2 separate regions of the Mus musculus genome follow, and region 2 is linked to region 1. The links are chromatin contacts, called in public Hi-C maps. All regions are on one chromosome and are shown on one strand. The core of a region is the stretch at or near the end of the contact, and the rest is flanking DNA. Distances in the headings are between cores, read along the strand shown.

The links. A called contact is a pair of places that touch in the nucleus more often than the background predicts.
Region 2: a Hi-C map of bone marrow-derived macrophages shows a contact between it and region 1, with 52 read pairs. The contact joins two enhancer-like sites. A contact is called at or near these places in 5 of 484 Hi-C or Micro-C datasets (the 63-12 cell line, bone marrow-derived macrophages, double positive thymocytes and 2 more), 2 of 115 datasets of contacts at active chromatin or transcription factors (bone marrow-derived macrophages and fibro-adipogenic progenitors) and 2 of 9 other capture datasets (adipose tissue and pancreatic islet).

What each region holds. Positions count from the first base shown.
Region 1 is chr17:73,925,991-73,929,967 of GRCm38.p6, reverse strand. Xdh (xanthine dehydrogenase) reads left to right here. Exons shown (of 36, transcript NM_011723.3): 7 at 3,352-3,420; 8 at 3,708-3,794. Among named protein-coding and RNA genes, the nearest start is that of Xdh, 22 kb to the left of the region's middle. Within about 2 kb of position 1,742, at least 4 of the 459 cell types and tissues checked have an H3K27ac peak or open chromatin away from gene starts, as enhancers often do. A contact at or near this core is called in bone marrow-derived macrophages, where this site is marked.
Region 2 is chr17:74,016,776-74,020,457 of GRCm38.p6, reverse strand. It overlaps Srd5a2 (steroid 5 alpha-reductase 2), which reads left to right. Exons shown (of 5, transcript NM_053188.3): 5 at 2,686-3,682. The coding sequence ends at 2,752. Among named protein-coding and RNA genes, the nearest start is that of Gm24475, 18 kb to the right of the region's middle. Within about 2 kb of position 1,752, at least 25 of the 459 cell types and tissues checked have an H3K27ac peak or open chromatin away from gene starts, as enhancers often do. A contact at or near this core is called in bone marrow-derived macrophages, where this site is marked.

The sequences.
Region 1 (3,977 bases), core at 493-2,992:
TTGCAAATAGAAAACAAAAATAGGAAAGACACAGGTGAATTCAACAGAACCATCAATTTAGCTGCACGTTACTAGAGTTACTAGAGTTTCTATACCACCATAGCTAGAAATGAGAGAAAGGACACTTTCCTTATGGAACATTCACCAAGATAGATCACATTCTGAACTATAGCACAAATAAAAAATAATAGCAATTATACAATGTCTGTTTGGGGACTAGACTGTGGTTAAACTAGAACCAACAACAGAAAGAGAGCTGGAAAATATAAAAAAGGCTTTCTGTGAGGAGGAGCAACAAACAACACACGGGCAAAGAAGAAATCCCCGAGTAAATTTAAAAATATTTTGGAACTGGGTAAAATTGAAAATATAATAAAATTGAAAATTGCTTAGAGGGAAATTTATATCAGAGAATGTAAATACTGGGAGAAAACAATCTAAAAATCAATAATATAGGCTCACACCTTAGGTGAATAAAAGAGAGCAAATTAAATCTAAAAGAAGCAGAAGAAACCATATTTAGAGCAGAAATTGATGAAATTGAAACCAGGAATTCCATAGAGAAAAATCAACAAAACAAAACCTAGTTCTTAAAAAATATATATATATATATATATAAATCAATGAAAGCAATAAGCTTTGAGCCAGGCGAGCTAAGGGACAAATACAGACTATGCATATCAAAATGAAGGAAAGGTGGTGACTACGGAAAAATAAACATTAAATGGATAATAATGGAGACGTAGGAAGAATCTCTAGACTATTCCTGTCCTGGATGCTTCCTGGAAAGGAGGGTCGTGTGTAACCTTTTGCCTTCAGCACCCGGAATTCCAGAAGAGGAACACCCCAGTCTCGGCCTTCATGACCCTAGCAACATGACCTCAGCTTCTATAGTTTCTCTTAGTCTTTGTTCAATGCTGTTGGGTCTGCCGGTTGTTGGAGCAGTGGAAGGTGGAGATGCAACCACTCTAATTACGGACACTTACACATTACAAAAAAACAAAAACAAAAACAAAAACAAAAACCCCAAAACACCAGGGTTGGCTTTTAAGGCTTTTCTGAATCAGTCTTCACCTTAACCTAAACTCCTTTGTAAACATTAAGTCCGAATCTGAGGTCTGATCGCTAAGTTCCCAATAAACAGTAAATAGGATGACTCAGTAAAGGTTGTTCCCTAGAAAATGAAAATAATTTTCATTAAATGGAAACAACGTTTTCTTCAGAACAAATAATGTACTAATAATATAGCCCTTTCCTTGTCAGGAAAGTGGAATGAGTTACTTTTGAAGGTGTTATTTCACAGTTTCACAGTTTCTCCAACAGAACTGGTCATGTTCAGCCACACCCTCACTGATCTCTCTGCAGGATTTCTCTGTTTCTTATGAACAGTGTTGCACTCTCCACTGGAAGCAATTGTCCTTGCACTTCTCTGCTTCATTTTGTTCAGTTTAAAACATTTAAAAACTTATCTTGCAATATTTTTCTTTTGATGCCTCATCGTTATCTACATACACATTAAGGCACTTTAAGTTTTGTTTTGGGGGTGGGTTTTTGAGACAGGATCTCTCTGTGTAGCTCTGGTTGTCCAAGTACTCACTATATAGACCAGGCTGTCCTTAAACTCACAGAGATCTGTCTGGCTTTGCCTCTGAGTGCTGAGATTAAAACATGCACCATCACTGACAACTTCCAGATAGAGGGTTTTTATGTCTTCTTAACTGGGCTATTGTACCTATGACCTCATGCTTGGCTTCTGACTTATAGTGAGTCTCCTGCCTCTGCTTCGTAAGCACCAAGGTCACATGTGTGCATTATTGTTCTCCTTTTTTCTGTTTAGCTTTCAAATATGAGTCTTACAGAATTCTAAGTTGGTAGAATTTTCTCTTGGTGTTTTGAGTATTTTGGCCAGTTTTCTTCTTGCTTGCCTTGTAAAACAGAGAGCATGGGAAGGTGTGGATAGAAAAGTCAGTCTCCAGAGACTCTGAGTGACACCATTACATATCACAATAATTTAGGGCATAAATATACCAATGAATTATCAAAGAAAATGATCCAAGTAGTAATATGTTGCAATACTGGTTGTCGGGACAAAGTTGCTTATATAATGTATGTCCTTCCTCAAGAAGGCCAGGTAAAATATTTGCAAATTCTTCTTGCTTCCAGAAAGTCTGAGAATGCAACCTCATTACTCTTTCTCCAAGAGGAAAGCTGAAAAGAGATATTAAGGGCTCATTCTCCCTGTCCAATATGCTCTTCCCATAGAGAAGGGCACGATGGGAGAGGGTGTTTTCATGTGTAATAGACAGAACAGGTCTGGTATACGGAACACAGATGAGGTGCCAGAGGGCTCTGCATACAGAGCTCCACGGGGTATGAACTAGCAAGGGTTTCTCTTTCTCATGCTTACATGTTCTCAAAGGCCACACCTTCAACCTCCAAGGCCTTCTAAGAGCCTTTTCAGATGCAGGTAGAGGGTGGCGGCTCCACTTTTGGAGATTTCAGAATCTCTCCTGATTCACACACAGAAGGGCAGCCTGCCCCCAGCTTACTCCATGATGACCCGATACCCTAGAAAACTTAGTCTCCCACATTTGTTTCTTAGCATTAACTTCATGATTTTGGAGTGTCTCCTGCCTTCTTGAGTTGAATCTGTCAGGGAAACACATATTTGCCCCACCACATGCTGCCTTAGTTGAGCTTAGTTGAGCTCATTTGTGCTTGGTCACAACCCTCCTAAGAGGTCTGAGCAAGCACTTCCCCATAAGTTAGGGGTGACCCATCTTCTTTCTCAGGAACACAGCCACAGTGAGGAGTGGAGTGTGTAGCTTTCTGTGGGAAATGCATAGTCAGTAGTAGAGGCCATTTGGGCACACTGGCTGTGGCTGCATCTTTGAGATCCGTGCCGATGTAGGGCATCCATGACAGACCCCAGCTTCAGACTCCCAGCCAAGCTTTATAAATCTCAGCTGGTCTAAAAGTTAGCACCTCTCAAGTCTTGTAAGAAGTGATAAGAATTTTTCTCTTAGCGGCTTCTTAAGGAAACAACAGTGACGAAGGAAAGCAGGTAGAAACATACATCGTAATAAAGTAGAGCCTAGCTTTTGTGGAGACATTCTCTTGAAAAATCAGATTTCCCTGTTGCCCCAAAGACTTCCTTAACCCACTTCAGTGAAGTCAGCACACAGCAGGGACTCTCTGAGCGGAGACAGACCGGATAGGATAGGCAGTGCTTCTCCCATTGATGCAGGCTGGGGTTAGCAGATCTGGGCCTCAGTAGACAAAAGTAATGGACTTTTCTTAGGTTCTATGAGAATGGAAATAGCCTTACGTGAATGTGTGTCACTTTCTCAGGATGGTGGGTGCTGTGGAGGAAGTGGAAACAACCCAAACTGCTGCATGAGCCAAACAAAGGACCAGACGGTAATGGGGGTTTCTGCTTCTGGAAGCCTGGTGGGGCAGTCTCAGGCCTAGGACGGGTGATGGGGGTTACTACACTCTTCCCATGTCCCCAGAAGTGGTGGTGGAGAAAGGATCAATGAGATGTGGTGATGCTCAGATGATGAAGATGCTCATCACCTCTGGCTTCTCTGGCAGAGAAGCCTCGTTTCTTCTCCCAGGACCAGACAGCCTGGGAAAGAGCTCACCCAAAGGAAGAGCTGGGTCAGTCAGCCCTGGCATCTGATTCTTATTGTTTCCTTTCCTTACAGATTGCTCCCTCATCTTCTTTATTCAACCCGGAGGATTTCAAACCTTTAGATCCCACCCAAGAGCCCATCTTTCCCCCAGAGTTGCTGGTAGGTAATAGTGGGGAGAAGTCTAGCCAAATATCTGTTCCATGAGCCACTGAGTTCTATTTTTGTATTTATAGCTGCTGAGAACTTGGCACGTTTTCATCTTAGATTTTGGTATTGCATTTAAATTTAGTTCTTCTTTTTCCTGCCATTCCTAGGAGGTAAAGCCCTTCTATCCCATGGTCC
Region 2 (3,682 bases), core at 503-3,002, 90 kb before region 1:
CGCCTCAGTGTTTTTGTCTGGCTAATGATTTTTCTAATAGCTTTTAGGATTAAATGAGGCACAAGCTCCTTTTGAATAGAAACTGAGGCCAGTTTGGAAATAGGCAAAGCAGCAGTTTCTCCTGTGACCTAATCCTACAACTTCCTGTCTCGAAAGGGACAGGGTTTCAAGGTTCACAGCCTTTGAGAGACATGGCAACAGCCCACTTCAGGAGAACCTGCTGTCCATCAGAGGCAGTAAACGAATGACAGAAGTCGGGGCATTGCCTGGTACATGGAGCGTCTCTGAAGAGCATAGACAGAGTTCTCCGTCAATATTTCCACCAGGAGTTTCCAGCTGGTGCAATGTCAAAATCAAATTGAGGCTGTCTGGTTATATTCCTCCCGGAGGGAGAGCCAGGGGTGTCTCTTTTACTAGGACTAAGAGGGCTTTGTGACGGTGCTCCTGAAGCAATGGCAGGCGTTGGCGGGGGAGATGGAGCACACAGGGTCTTTTCAAACCAAAGCAGGGCAGACCGGGCTCTTCTGGCACGCGTGATCACTTTTGTCTTCCAGTTCAAACCCAAAGCACTTTAGCAGAGTGCATTTTGTCTTTATTATGCCTCGAGGGCCATTAGTTTCAACCAGTTAAGAGGACAACTTGGTCAGCATTAATTTCCTCAGGCTGTCACAGGAAAGGACCTCAGCTGCATGGCTTAGAGCAAGGGGAAAAATATCTATCTTCTCAGAATTCTGGAGACCAGAGGTTTGGCCTTAAGGGATAGGCAGGGCTGTGCTCTCTGGAATGGCTTGCTTCCTTGCTTCTTTCTGTTCAGTTCTGGTGGAGACTCACTGTTCTTAGTTCTCCATGGCTGGGGTAGACTCATTCCAATCTCTACCAGTGTTCCTGTGACCTTCTCATCCTATATCTCCTTCATGTCTCTTTGCAGATCTGTGGGATTAAGGGTCCATCCTGCATCAGTATGAGCTATTCCAATTCATTACATATGCCATGACTGTTGGTCCAAAATAAGACTGTATCTTCAGGCATTGGGAGCTAGGACTGCAACCTACCTTTTAGAGGGCAAAATGAGATCCATAGTAGTAGTTGCATCCCCAAACTCCTGGAAGGGATATTTTCAAGAGATGCTGCCGATTCTCTGAAGTTAACGTTGTCCATGCTTTTTGTAAATTTTATTTGTTGTAAGCAGGTGTCTAGTTAGACACAATAATGAGCCTCGTGGCATTTTCATAATTTATAATGTGTTTTTACTATATGCATCTTTTATTTCTATTTTGTTTTCCTCTTGCTCTTACATGTTTTTATCTTATTTTCAAAGGTATACTTTAATTTACGTGGTGTGTGTGTGTGTGTTTGTATGCATATGTGTGTGTGGACACTCAGAAGACGGCATCAGATACTGGAGCTGAGTAATTCGGCAAGGATTTACAAACCTCTGGACATGTGTGCTGGGAACCAAATTCCGGGTTCTCTAGAAGTGCAACAAGTGCTTTTGACTGCTGAGCCCTCCTGTTAGCCCTACTGACTTACCTTTCATGACGAAGGGAGCCTCATTAGAGTTGGTTACAGGGTCCTTGGTAAGGAATTATTTACAAGAGCATGGTGTCCTTACTGGTGGCCACACCACCGAAGGAAGAAAACATCTCTCCCTCCCCAGCAACTATTAGCTGCCTACAGATCCTCAGGGAGGTGTTGGCCCTGTGAACTCCTTCCTTCTAGCTATGATCACCTGCCTGTAGGTCCTAGGGGGAGGGTCTCAGCAGGACAGTGACAGGTTTTATGTGACAGGTTTAATCTTGTGCAGGTTTTATGTGCAGGTAGACTCAGGAGTGCGGATGGTGATGTCATGTTCTATAGCCGGCTGTCTACTTCACTCCATTCCGTCTCTCACATCCCTCCTGTCCCAGTTCCTGTGGTGCTCCAGAGCCTTGGAGAGGGTGATCCACTCATGGCTGGGCGCTTAGCAGTTCCTGATTCTCAGTCCTGTGACTCATTATGAGTCTTTGCCCTTATTGCTGCCCATTGCCAAAAGGAGCTTCTCTGGGCAAAGCTGACAGTAGCCCTGATCTGTGTGTATAAACAGAGTCATTAGACAGAGCTTTGATGGGCACAGCTTCTCTATTTAGCAAAAACAGTTGCAGTAACTTCCCCACTCAGGCTGTGACCTTCCCAGCTATGGGTTTTTGCACCGGTTTTTAGAGTTCCAGATGTGGGTCTCCTCCTATCGAGCAGGCCTCAGGTCCACCCGGAGAGTATTGGATATCTTCATTACTGACTTGCTACTATTACACCAGTTGGCCAAAGTTTTTGGGAGGCTTTGGCTTCCTGTAGTTTTCAGCAAAGTGAGCTCAAAGGAGTACTTTCTTCTTGTGTATTAGAAAATCTGGTGAAATGTACATATCATAAAATCTACCACTTTAACAGTTTTTAAATGTAAACTTGAGTGTTAGCAAGTATGTTTGTAAAATTGTATAACCGTCACCTCTGGATATAGTTTTGTATTTATCTGCACACAAATTACCAACATTGACAAGGAACAGAATGGGGGAAGTGGGTGGATGATGGGCTCATGGTCCTCAGGAATGATCAGCTGCTAAGTAACTGGGCTGACTCATGTTGGTTATGTAACTCAACTGTTGGTCACTACTCTGTTGCCCTTATAATGATCCCTTCCTTTCTTCTCAGGTTCTACCTCAAGATGTTTAAGGATTACCCCAAATCTAGGAAAGCCCTCATTCCATTCATCTTTTAAAGAACCCTAACTTTAAGGAACAAAGCTTCTATGGAGAAACTGCCCAGCTGCTGAAACTATAAACTGTAAACTATAACTGAACAGTGTCTTGCTCGCATATATATATTTGATGATGTATGTGTTAATAGGTCTCCTGTGATTCCAGTTGCTTGAGGCATGCACAGTCATGCCTGTTCAGCCTATACTCCTGTCTGCCCAGAGAGCTCTAACCTAATTTCCTTTCGGAGACTCATAGGGGCCATTTTATTCTTAGCTATCCCATCTAGAAGCTTCCCTGTTCTCTATTTTTTTTTCCAATGTCAGATCTGAAGATAGGACTTTTTTCTTATTCTTTGTCACTTTGGGGGAAGTTCTGCAGTCAAAACCTTTGGGCTGACAAAATGAAAAATGAAATGATAACATTTGCAGGAAAGTGGGAAGAACTGGAAATTATTATATTAAGCAACCTAACCCTGACTCAGAAAGACAAATACTGCATGATTTTTTTCATATGCAGGTTCTAGATTTTAATATATACATATATATACCTGCATCTGTTCATATGTGTATGTTGAGGGTCATATAGTTCATTGATTTAGAAAGGAGATCATTAGAAGGGGAAAAGAGGTCTTGAGGAGAAGGAAGAAGAGGGAAATAAACTGTGTCGCATGAAAGCAGAGAGGGAGGAAGGGAAGCAGCAGGAGAAATGTAGGTGAGCAGGGGAGGAGGATTGGCAAAAATAAAGTATGCATGAAAATGCCATAATAAAACCAATTACTTTGTATGTTTGTTTTAAACAACCAACCAGCCTGCCAGCCAACCAACTTATCAACTAACTAACTAATCAATCAACAAGCCAACCAACCAACTAATCAACCAGCCAGCCAACCAACTCATCAACTAACTAATCAATCAACAAGCCAACCAACCAACCAATCAATCAACCAACTA